Regions from separate parts of the Mus musculus genome. Here regions 1 and 2 are each linked to region 3. A link is a contact called in public HiChIP or PLAC-seq data. All regions are on one chromosome and are shown on one strand. The core of a region is the stretch at or near the end of the contact, and the rest is flanking DNA. Distances in the headings are between cores, read along the strand shown.

Region 1 (3,865 bases), core at 120-2,619, 350 kb before region 3:
TTTTCCCCCTTGTGCCTGAGATACGGATGTCAACAAATTCTTCACTGGAGCAGGTAAGGATGGAAGGAGGGAAGCAGCAAAGGAGCAAAGTTCTCAGTTTAGTCTTGAAAAGAGGGCATCGGCATCAGGACACAGGAAATTCCCACTGCTGGGAAAAATTCTAAATTTCTCACTTTTCCAGCACGCTCCTGGTTGTCCAATATCACTGTTCTATTGCTGAAGAGGCATGTGACTTAAGGAACTCATATCCAAAAAAGCGTTTAACTGGGGACTTGTCTAACAGTTTCAAAAGTTTGGCCCATTAATCATCATGGTGGCTTGAATGGTGCTGGAGCAGTAGCTGAGAGCTACAACCTGATCCAAAGAGGCAGACAGACAGACAGACAGACACATACACACACACACACACACACACTGGTCTTGACATGGGCTTTTGAAACCTCAAAGCCCACCTCCAGTGACATACTTCCCCCAACAAGGCCACACCCCTAATCCTTCTAATCCTTTCAAATGATGCCACTCCCCAGTGAGTAAGCATTCCAGTTTATGAGCCTAATAGGAGCCATTCTCTGGTCTGGCTCATCAGGCTCCATCATAAGAGAATCAAATGGCCTTCCACAGTAATAGTATCTCAGAGATCTCCAGATCAGTATTGATGACCAGAGATAGAGGCCAAAGTTTCCTCAATGAGAAGGTTAGACCTGTGACCCCAGCACTCAGAGGACTTACAGTCAGAAGACTAGGTGCTAAAGGCCCTGGTGGCTAAAATAGTGAGTTTGGGGTCAACCGAAGCTACATGAGACCCCCCTGTCAAGGAAAGATAAGAGACAGAGACACAAAGACAGAGACAGAGAGAACTAAAGTAAACCTGTCACTGGTTAACTTGTTACAAGCAAAACAAATAAATGTGAAAAACCCTCAGGCTCATGACTAATTGCCCTTTCTAAAATACCAGGCAAACAACTTGGCAGTGGTGGTGCGTGCCTTTAATTCCAATACTCAGGAAACAGAAGCAGGCAAATCTTGAGTTTGAGGACAGTCTAGTCTATAGCATGAGTTCTAGGACAGCCGGGGGAAAAGAGAAACCTCAAAACAATAAACAACCCCCCCCCAAAAAGTACCAGGAATACATTTAAAATCAAATATCTGTAACGCATTATGTGTTCCCTAGACCTGCTATCAAACCCCAAAATCAATGAATCATAAACTAAATCAGCACACACACACACACACCCATAGGAAAGCAAAATAACGCCCCATCTGTAGTAAAGAAAGTCCTGAAATTCTTGGCCCTGCCCAAAAGTGAAACTGTAGCTGTCTTATCTCCATGTTTGATCTGGTCTCTGCTCAGTTTGAGTTTCACACTGGCTTCTCCCAGGGCTTAGTTCACCGTAGATTTTTAACACTGGGCTGGGCAACTCATAAACTAGGGAGCCGTGTTTATGGATGGAACAGTCCAAGGTCACGGGAGTTAATTTGTAAAGTCACCCACTGGTGTGGATTAACCAAGCCACTCTCCCAGCGAGAAGAAAAGGCAGACTGAAGGCTGGATGGACAGAGCCAGGTCCCTTGGCCATCCAGCCTCTTCAACTCTGGAATTCTGTCACACATCTTACATAGCCTGCTTGCCTGCTTAAATCTGTTCTTCAGAACACACGACTCTCAGCACCCGGGAAGCAAAGGCACAAGATCGGGACCAGCCAATCTACATGACTTCCAGTCACTCAGAGCTCAAAAAGAAAAAAGAAGCGGGGAGAAGGACAGGGAGGAGGAGGGTACAGTGTACTGTCATTGTTGCCCTACATTTCTACCTGGAAGGACCCTGAGATTCATCCCCACTTTAGACCTGATTCTACTTCAGGGGTGAATCAACACTTCAAGGAGAATTTATATCCCTCAGGGGGGAAATGTGTGCCCATAAACAGATAAAGGGGAATTCAGAGTTCAGTGTTATCCTTGGCTACATAGCACACTTGAAACAACTGTGTGTGTGCAAGGCATACAGACACACTTACACATTGGCACACTTGCACACACACACACACACACACACACACCTTGTCTACAACTTGAAGTGGCTTCTCCTCACTCCCCAAGTCAAGAACCATCAGGGAGAGTTTCTAAATAAACCATCAAACCATCAACTACCAACAGGTCTCTGGCCTCCGTTCCTTAAGATGGACAGGCCTGTCAGGGTCTGTGCTTTGGGGGCAAACAATGTCTCTCTATGTAGCCCTGGATGTCCTGGAACTCACAGAGATCTACCTGCTTCTGCCTCCTGAGTACTGGGATCAAAGGCCTGAGCCACCACATCCAGCGAGAGTCTACGCTTTTAAGCTTTCTAGGTGAGGCACTCCCCAGCGTAGGCTTGAGAACGTGCGTTCTGGTCCAGATGATCCTTATAGTAGGACCAAAAAGACAGTCCACAGCCCTAGGCCAAGAGGTAGAGGCAGGCAGACCGTTAGGAGTTTGAGGCTATCCTAGTCTACACAGTGAGTTCCAGACCGCCCAAGGCTAGTAAAGACCCTGTCAAAAGAAAAAGAAACAAAAGGGGAGAAAAAAGGAAGGAAACCTACCTAGCCTACAAGAGGTCCCATGTCCACCCTCAGGGCTATAAAAATAAGTGAAGTTAAAATGCCCAGTCCTTGACAGACCTCATCCCAAATATTTACGTCAGAGTCCCTAGGAATGGATTTTTCCTTAGGTACCACCACCCTGTAGAAATACACTGAGGAGCACAGGGGGTGGCACACACCTGAAATCCCAACAGAGGCAGACAGATACAGATGTAAAGGCTAACCCGGAGTGTGGGGGAGCAGAGCTTAGTAGTTTAGCAGTAAAGTGTTTGCCTAGGAGACAGGTGGCTCTAGACTCATTCCCAGCACTGAAGAGACAGACTAGCAGCTCATTAAAAGTAAAGGCTTTCCCCAGAATTCGGCAGAAAGCCCTTTAACAATTGATTAATTACTCAGCATTTCCAAAGATGGAGCTACAGACAAAAGGATTAAGAGGCTGCCTCCCTTTCCCCATTCATCTGGCTCCTTAGTCTCCCCTGTAGGTTCACCTCACCCTTCCACCCACTACCCTAGCCTGCCTTTCTAAACCTCAGTCTCCTGTTTGTAAAGAGGGGCAGAAAGGACTGCAGCAATAAAGGAATTGGACGTGGGACGCCCCCTGTCTCATCTCAATCCTTTGTCTCCTCCGCATTGGACCTATTGATTGCTATTGATTGATTCTGCATAATCTGCCTCTCCTCCCCACCTGATGCCAGGAGGAACAGGTTGCCCACATTTTCACAGGGGACTCTGCAGACTCTCTGGGCTGGTGCAGGATGGGCTGTTGGGTACGCTTAAGAGTGAACAGAAGCCGGGCAGTGGTGGCGCACACCTTTAATCCCAGCACTCGGGAGGCAGAGGCAGGCAGATTTCTGAGTTCAAGGCCAGCCTGGTCTATAAAGTGGGTTTCAGGATAGCCAGGGCTATACGAGAAACCCTGTCTCAAAAAAACCAAAAATAAATAAATAAATAAATAAATAAATATTACAAATAAATAAAGGGTGGCCAGAAAGAGGGCATCAGCCGCGTGCACGTGTGCGCGCACGCATGTACACACACACACACGTACACACACGTACACACACACACACACACACACACACACACACACACACACACACACACACACGATGGTTATAAGAACAAAGCCAGGAAAAGAATCCGACTTTCCTGTAATGACCTCCCCTCCTGTCTCTGGGGTCCCTGAGGCCCAGTTCACACCTCTCCTAACTGCTTAGCGAGTACTTGAGACACCAGGTGCTACTCTGGGGAAACAGGAGAAGCCAGTGAACTTCTGCTCTTGAAAAGAA
Region 2 (3,740 bases), core at 1,176-3,675, 360 kb before region 3:
CAGATAGGTCGCTATTTGTGTCCATCTCTTGAAAGCTGAAGACAAGAACTATAATGTTCTGTTTATTAGGTACAGAAGCCCTGGGTTGGATACACCTAGTCAGGCGTATACAGTAGGAGGCATTTAGCAACTCTTGTTCACAAATGAAATAGCAGAAACACAGATAGGTAAAGGATGTGGCCCAGCCACATGGCTAGGAACAGACAAGAGGCTGTGGTCTCTGTCTACACTGTGGCGAGTCGCCTAGGTTACCTGGCTATTAAGTGAAGATTAACAGGAAGTAGCTACAGCTACCAGCAAAAGATCATTCCGTAGACAAGGGCCTCAGAACCACAAGGATACTAACAGAAGAGGTTTGAACAAAGGAAGAAGTCTAAAGCCAGACTCAAGAACCTCCCTCCTACAAAGCATGCCTTTAGTCCCATCACTTGGGAGGCAGAGGCAGGCAAATTTCTGGGTTCAAGACCAGCTTGATCTTATACAGAGTTCCAGAGTTCTACACAGAGACACCTTGTCTTGAAGAACCAAAAGGAAAAAGAAAGAAAGAAAAAAACAAACAAAACCTCCACATTATGTCACCACTTGTCATAAACTGAAATAAGCTGTATTTCCCCTAATAGGTCACCCATCCCCACTCCTGCAAGGACCAGGAGCTCGAAAGGTCATACTACACAAGCAAACCCCCAGCCTGTGTTCCTAATGCCATAGATATGTGCGCCTGTGTTGAAAGGAGACTCTGGGGTGGGGGGGGGATTCCAAGGACAGGAAACTTATTTGCATTAAAGTTACCAGATTTTCTCCCAACTTCTCTTAAATGTCCTGGTCCAAAACAAAGTCACTAACTTCACTAATTCAGACCAGGAGGCCAGGTGTGGTGGCATACCCCTTTAATTCCAACACTCGGAGGCAGGAGGATCAAGAGGCTACAGAGCAAGTTGGAGCCTAGAGTGGACTCCTAGTGAGACTCTGTCTCAAAAAACAACATCAACAAAAACATCTCAAAGGAGGCCAGGGATAACACCCAGAGGAGTGCAGCAAGGAGAGCCCAGCAAAGGCACAGAAGGGAGAGAATTCACTCAGGCTCATTTAACCCTGACTTCTGAGAGTAAACAGGACAAAGGACACTCCATCATCACCCAGGACTGCCCCCCCACCCCCAGATGTAAGGTCATTCATGCTGACTGTAGACATTGGGGCAGTGATTATCTGCCCAGGTTCTACCTCGCCATGTGTTCCAAGCTCCATGGTAACTCCAGTGAGCCAACTACAATCAACAGGGTAAAACCTGCCATCAGCCTCAGACATGAGACGTGTTAATAGTCTTGCAGCTTGGTGAATGTGGTTAAACACATTCAAGGGTTCAGGCCCCAGTCTTGCCTCTCTTTTACACCACAGCTCACCTCTGCCAAGGGGCACTTCCCCCACTCACCCCCTCAAGAATGTAAGGATTCTTTCTCAAAAAATATGTGGGTTTCTTTCCTCCCAAGAGTTGTGACCCAAGGCAGCTGGGGTAACAAACACATATCAGACAGAGAAGGTAACAGGGACCAAGGTGGGTGGGACTGATTTAATCAAGGATAGCAGGGAAGGCTGGACTTCCAGAGACATGCTCAAGCCACAAGGCACAGGGTAGTGCAGAAGACCCACCCAAGCTCCTTGTGCCTGTCACAGCCTGGGTGCTGCACAGAAGAGCCAGGTGAGAACACAGCAGATGTGACCACAGTACTGGAATTGAAGTTACGGTAGCTGGTAGGTATTGAAGTCTACATAGGCTTGCAACCAGCAATGGCCCCTGTTCCTTCAGTTCAGAAGAGCTAAGATCTCCTCCATCTAAAGAGCCAAGATCGCCTCCATCTACTTGTCCTTCATGTCAAGACCAAGGAAAAGAAACAGCAGCTTGAAGTCATTTTCCTCTCCAGGCCCCTCTTAGACAGTCCAGTGTCCACAACCCAGGTTTCAATGTTCCTGGAGGCACTGTCCGGTGAGGAGGCAATTCTTTTAAGAGAAACTGAAATCCGGTGCAAGAAGATGGGGAATTTGTCCCTACCTGCTGTAATAGGGATAGGGTGGGGCCAGAAATGGGCCTGAAGAGCTGGCTCAGTTTTTAAGAGCACTTAACTTCTCTTCTGAAGATGTGGTTCAAATCCCAGCACCCTCCCCAGGTACCTCACATCTGCCTGTAATTCTAGTTTCAGGGGATCTGATATCCTCTCTTCTGGCCCAGCTGACACCAGCAGACAAAGGGAGACACATACAGGTTTAAAAAAAAAGAAAGAAAGAAAAAAAAAAAAAACCTTTGGCTTTCATGCCAAGTCAGGGCTGTGGTGTCCTGGCTTTTAGCTGCAAGCAGACAATACCACCGCACCCTACTGCCTAAATACAGGGGTGCTCTCTGGCACTGCCACTGGCTACAGCCCACGGAGCATTCCTGTGGCTGTTTGGGCGACTCCACGACTTGTTTGCTTATTGATTAGGAAGGAGGCTGCTTCTCTACTTTTCCCTTCTGTGGATTTTCCCAAGCCCAGAGAGAATCCTGTTCTAAATTCCATACAGCTGAGTCCCCCACCCTCAACCCCTGCCACCCCCCGACAAAAGGCAGGCAGGCAGGCCTGAGTGCCGCTGAGCCAGGCCCTCCTAGCCCTCTCTAGTCCTTAATGTAGCCTTATGAGCTCTCAGGCCTCCAGTCCCACTCGGGGACTAAAGCATGTTGACCAAAATGCCTATAATCACCCTCTCGGATCTGGTGTACAGTGCACATACTGTCCTGGTGTGCTTTGAAAACTACCCAGTCCTGGGTCCTAACTCCAACTAACTCAATACAGATATCCAGAGATGGAAGAGCCCAGGAATTGGCAGATCTTAAATTTTCTCCAAGCTCCTATAGAATCCAATGTGAGCAAAGAATCACCAATAAATAAATAAATAAATAAATAAATAAATAAAGTAAGTAAGTAAGTCATTGCATCAGGCATAAAGAGGGAAACATGACTCAGCAAAGGCTCAGAGATGTTAAATGCCTCTTCCAAGGTCACACAGCATAAATGGCAAGAGTAGGGCTCAAACACTGGTTGAATATAGACGACTCCCACACAGTCTTTCTCCAGCCTGACCTGCTGGGTTTGGGGAATTTCCTTCACTCCCTTGTCCGGGAATGGAAAGTGAGAACATAGTCCTTCCACTTACTAACCCTGATGGCTGGGTTCTAAAGTGACGGCACTCCGTCAGGACGTCTATTTTGCACTCCGACTGGGATTTGGCTTAGTTTTGAATATCAACAGCAATGCCTTCTGTATGTGCGTGGGAGGGAGTGTTACAAGGTGAAACTGCAGCGTTAGCTAACATGCCAGAGTGGAGATAGCAGATGCTGAATGACACAAAAGACCACACAGACCCCGTGCCATTCCTTTGTCACACTCGAACGTCCCAGATCAAAAAGATCTACAGATAGGACTTGGGAGATGGCGGGTGGCAAGGGGCACATTCCTTTTTAATAACTAAATATATGTTATATTTTTTTCATTTTCCTCAATGTGTGAGTGTTTTAGCTCCATGTCTGTCTGTCTGTACACCACATGGATGCTTAATGCCACAGAGGTCACAGAAAGGCATCATCAGATCCCTTAGAACTGGGGTTATAGATGGTGGTGAACCACCATGTGGGCGCTGGGAACAGAACCCGGTTCCTCTGTGAGAACAGCAAACGCTCTTACCTGTTGAGCCATCTCTCTAGTACCCATGAA
Region 3 (4,227 bases), core at 1,169-3,668:
TGACCTCGCTCCTCATCGGTCCTCAGAGTTAGAAAACAGTGCCTTCTTCCTCTGAGAGGAGTGGAATATCACTCCTTGGTCCTCAGGTCTTAAGAAACAACCTACCAGACCCCACTTGCTTAAAGTATGGGATGTGTTGACATAGCTTGAGCCTCCAGTCAGAAAAGAAGGAAAGAAAGGAAGCCAGAAAGTGGGGGCTAGGAGGGAATTCAGTAAGGGCACTCGTTTGCTCAATTTTTCTGCTCTTTGCCCCTGGTCCTGTGTCACCATACATCTTGCCCTTCTCTTGCTCTCAAGACTGCTCCATCCCAGAGTCCTTTGGTCAAATCTGTGTGATGGGGGCTGGTCACCTTTCTGGTGTACAGACTGCAAAGCTGCATAAAACCAAGAAACTGCCAAGACAGATGTTTGCTTTAGGCAGATCAAAGGTCCACAGTGATCTTGGGAGCCATAGGTGGGGACTGGCTGAGACTTGACAGAGAGAGGACACCACTGTGCTCCGGAGGCTGACCTCTGCTGGAGCCACATCCTTCTGCACAGATGAGGGCTGAGGCAACCATACCTGCAAAGGCATCATGGGAAACTGCTCAGGTCTGAGCTCCTGGGGCTCCAGAAGCAGGAAACACAGAAGTCAGGCTGCTGGGCAGAGCCTGCTTTCCCCTAAGTAGATGGAGCATCAGCAGGAGCCGCTGAAGGCTTAAGAGGAAGCAGTGTGGTCTACTGTGTCATTCAGAAAGATCCCAGCAGTGAGCAGGCGAGCCAGAGGAAGGGGCGAGGTGCTGGAAAGTCAGGGGAGGCTGCTGTGGTCTGTGGCAGGAGAGGACCAGGCGGCTGGGCATGCCTGTGGCAATCCAGCTCCAGAGCCCCAGAAGCAGAGCTGCGGGCTTCTGAGAGGAGGCGGGATATGGAAGAGGATGATGGCTCGGTGACGCCTTGAGAGACCGCGCTGGTGTTAGGAAAACAAGAGGAAAAATGAACCTGAAGGGAAACTGTCAGTCAACTACATGGGGTCAAAGGTCATGAAGCACCTATGCTGGTTGTCCCATGAGGAGTCACCTGAGGGGTTTGAAGAGAGACAGGGGAAAGTTGGGCATTAAGAGTCAGGGCAACATCACAGAGCTCTCAAGAGGGACAGTTGTGAGAGCAGGGAGAGGGCAAGAAGCACAGTGACAAGGGACCAGGGGCAGAAAAGAAGGAAACAGAAATCAAGGAGCCGAAAGGAAAGCCTTAGAGTCTAGTCCTCTCTTCCTCTCTCCTGCCTTTCCTTTTCCTACCTGAGCAAGGTCTTGAACATGCTAAGCAATCAATCACTGGGCCACGTCTCCAGCCCCTGGATCTAATTTTTACTGCTGTTTGTGTGAAACAAGTTCCCATCACTATGTAGCTGAGGCTAGCTAGTTTTAACTTTCCTGCCTCAGCCTCCCGAGCGCTGAGATTGTGTGTATCACTACACGCAGTCTCCTGGGATTATTTCTTAAAGCGATTCTGACCAAAACCGCATGAACTGGGTTTTCATTAGTGCTGACGTCTTTACGGAGATTTTCTTTTGAAAACTTAACAGCAAGTCCACCCAGATACACTGCCCCCACTTCTTCTGTATGAATGGGAGTGCAGCCTCAAGCTGGGCTGTTCACTCCCAGCCAGCTAGAGGGCAGCTTCCGGATAGCACCAGCACACTGTGAATGGTTATGTAGGTTAGCCTAAGCTACATGCCGGTGTACTATCTTTAAACTAAACAAACCAGGGCTCGAGGAGCTGCCTCGGCAGTTAGGAGCATTGGTTCCTCTGCCAAAGGATCTGGGTTCACTTCCCAGCACCCCGCATGGCAGCTCGCAACGATCTGTAACTTCAGTTCCAGAGAGCCAACGCCTCTTCTGGCCTCCAAGGCATCAGACATATATACTGCATACAGACCTACATGTAGGCAGGACACCCACACACATAAAATAAAAAGTAAAAACAAGGCAAACAAACCACTCAGGGGGACTCAGTGGGTACAGAAGCACGCTCTCCTGCCCACAGTCCAGAGCCAATCTTCCTGTGTCTGTGTCCTTCTTGCCTGTAAGCAGTCACTGTGGTCACTAAGGGAGTGGCCTTGGGAGGCAGGAGTGGCTCTTGTGTGGCTCCATCTCTCTTGTGTCCACACTCAGTTCTCGATCTCTCTGCTCTACCTGCCTCTCCCTTGCTCACCGTTTGCCCTGCCCAGTCAATATGCAGCACCCTTCCATCCCCACACCCTCTGGAGGACACCTGCACCTTCCATACGTGCATGGTCACCAGCATTTCTCACCAAACACCTGCAGAAACCATATCTGACTCTGCTTCCCAAGTTCCTTGTTTAACTTCTCTGCCTTGACCCTGTCTGCTGTCCAACACTACTACCCCATAGTATCTGGCCACACCCAACCTCTTGGCTCTGGCCCCAAGCATGAAGCATAGGCTCTTGGCTCTGTCTCAACATGGGTCCACCTGTGAGGACCTGATCCTGCTGCTTCCTGCTTGTCTTCTGTAGGCCCTGCCGGCCCCTAGATCAACCTCTTATAGAGGTTTCTATCCATTCACATGGATTTTCTTCTCTGTGTTTATGGATTTCTTGTCTACTGACGTCAAACTCTTTCTCCCTGAGCAGAAAAATCTCCATTAAAAATGAAAAGCCTAAGGCTCAAGAGTCCCAGTGCCTCATGGTCCCAGAGGATCTGGGCACAAAGCAGGAGTGAACAGTGAAGGGATGAGTGAGCAGTGGGCCTCCTCCTAGCCTGGCGTCTGAGCAGAGAGACATTGCTATCATCACTGAAATGGGGATGAAGAAAGTGGAGTCCAGAGGTAGATCTGGATGTAGTCCTAGAAACCAAAGCCTGTCACTCATTAAGGCTGCGTTCTGGAGTCAAGCAGGGAGACCGATTATACAGAAAACCTTGCCTTCCTCTGCTGATCAAAATGGGATGGTCAGTGCTGTGGTTATCATCAGAGGCTGTCTGGGGCTGTGGATATAGCTTGAAGGTAGAGTGCTGGTCTGACAGGCATGAAGGCCTGTGTTCAATCCCTACAATCATAAGGAACCGACTGTGGTGGCTCATGCCTGAAATCCCAATATCTAAGAGGTTCAAGTAGGAAGAGCAAAAGTTCAAGGTCATCCTTGGCCACATAGTAAGGTCAAAGTCAGACCAGGATGTAGGAAACCCTATCTAGAAATCAAAGATGCTTTATGAGTCCAGTTATATAGTGGTAATCTGGGGCCCTGGCTGATGGAGTAGCTATAATCTCAAACCCCACAGGTCCATGTGGCAGAAGGAGAGAACTCTATGGAAGTTCTGACACCTGCTGTTAAGTGAACTGTCTCACAAGGGGACTAGGAAATGCAACCTTGAAGAGACGTCTGGACAAAGGGAAAAGTTTGCCCAGACTTTTACCAAAGTAAAGCACGCCCAATCCTTTCAGAAGTCACTGCTGTGTAGAAATGTATTTCATCCACACTAGCAATCTATGTACATAGGAACTGCTGCAGCCAGAGCCAAGACTCCTGCACGCTCTATCAGAACTACTCAGCAAGAGGCAAAAGTATTGTGAGCTGGAGGCCAGCCTGGGCTACATAATAATATTTTAGAACATCAAATCATAGTCACAGACAGGGCAATGGTGGCACACGCCTTTAATCTCAGCACTAAGAAGGCAGAGGTAGGCAGATCTCTGTGAATTTGAGGCCAGCCTGGTCTACAAAATGAGTTCCAGGATAGCCAGGGCTACAGTGAAACCCTGTCTCAAAAAAAAAACCAAAGCAAAACCGAAAGCCTCAGTCTCAAAAAACAAGCAGGACTAGGGTACTGGCTCAGTGTTTTAAATGACCGCTGTGCTAGTATGAGACCTAAACTTGGAGTTGTATTAGTGTGGCTGTCGCTGGGGTGGAGCACCATGACCAGAAGCAATTTGGGGAGGGGAGGGTTTCTTAGGCCTTCATATCCTGAGTCACAGTCCACTGAGGGAGGCCAAGGCAAGAATTCAACCAGGGTTGTCTGGTGGGGGCCTTCCTGGGACATTTAAGGCATGAACTGATGCAGAAGCAATGGAGTGTTGCTTACTGGCTTGCTCCTCATGGCTTGCTCAGCCTGCTTTCTTACAGAATCCAGAACCATCAATTCAGGGGTGTCACAACTCATGATGGGCTAGGCTCTTTCCCCATCAATTGCATCAATTAAGAAAATGCTCTGCAGTCTTGCCTATGACCTGATC

The links. HiChIP or PLAC-seq counts read pairs in DNA pulled down with a chosen protein or histone mark.
Region 1: a contact with region 3 is called in a FOXA1 HiChIP or PLAC-seq map of pancreatic cancer cells. The contact joins two enhancer-like sites. A contact is called at or near these places in 1 of 39 promoter capture datasets (hippocampal neurons), 1 of 115 datasets of contacts at active chromatin or transcription factors (pancreatic cancer cells) and 1 of 9 other capture datasets (pancreatic islet).
Region 2: an HNF4G HiChIP or PLAC-seq map of pancreatic cancer cells shows a contact between it and region 3. The contact joins two enhancer-like sites. A contact is called at or near these places in 2 of 484 Hi-C or Micro-C datasets (the CH12 cell line and bone marrow-derived macrophages), 2 of 115 datasets of contacts at active chromatin or transcription factors (embryonic stem cells and pancreatic cancer cells) and 1 of 9 other capture datasets (adipose tissue).

Annotation. Positions count from the first base shown.
Region 1 is chr8:106,620,780-106,624,644 of GRCm38.p6, reverse strand. All of the region lies in intron 2 of Cdh1 (cadherin 1), which reads right to left. Among named protein-coding and RNA genes, the nearest start is that of Cdh1, 19 kb to the right of the region's middle. Within about 2 kb of position 1,369, at least 67 of the 459 cell types and tissues checked have an H3K27ac peak or open chromatin away from gene starts, as enhancers often do. A contact at or near this core is called in pancreatic cancer cells, where this site is marked.
Region 2 is chr8:106,639,791-106,643,530 of GRCm38.p6, reverse strand. All of the region lies in intron 2 of Cdh1 (cadherin 1), which reads right to left. Among named protein-coding and RNA genes, the nearest start is that of Cdh1, 38 kb to the right of the region's middle. Within about 2 kb of position 2,425, at least 52 of the 459 cell types and tissues checked have an H3K27ac peak or open chromatin away from gene starts, as enhancers often do. A contact at or near this core is called in pancreatic cancer cells, where this site is marked.
Region 3 is chr8:106,275,087-106,279,313 of GRCm38.p6, reverse strand. All of the region lies in intron 2 of Smpd3 (sphingomyelin phosphodiesterase 3, neutral), which reads left to right. Among named protein-coding and RNA genes, the nearest start is that of 4930506A18Rik, 5.0 kb to the left of the region's middle. Within about 2 kb of position 2,418, at least 13 of the 459 cell types and tissues checked have an H3K27ac peak or open chromatin away from gene starts, as enhancers often do. A contact at or near this core is called in pancreatic cancer cells, where this site is marked.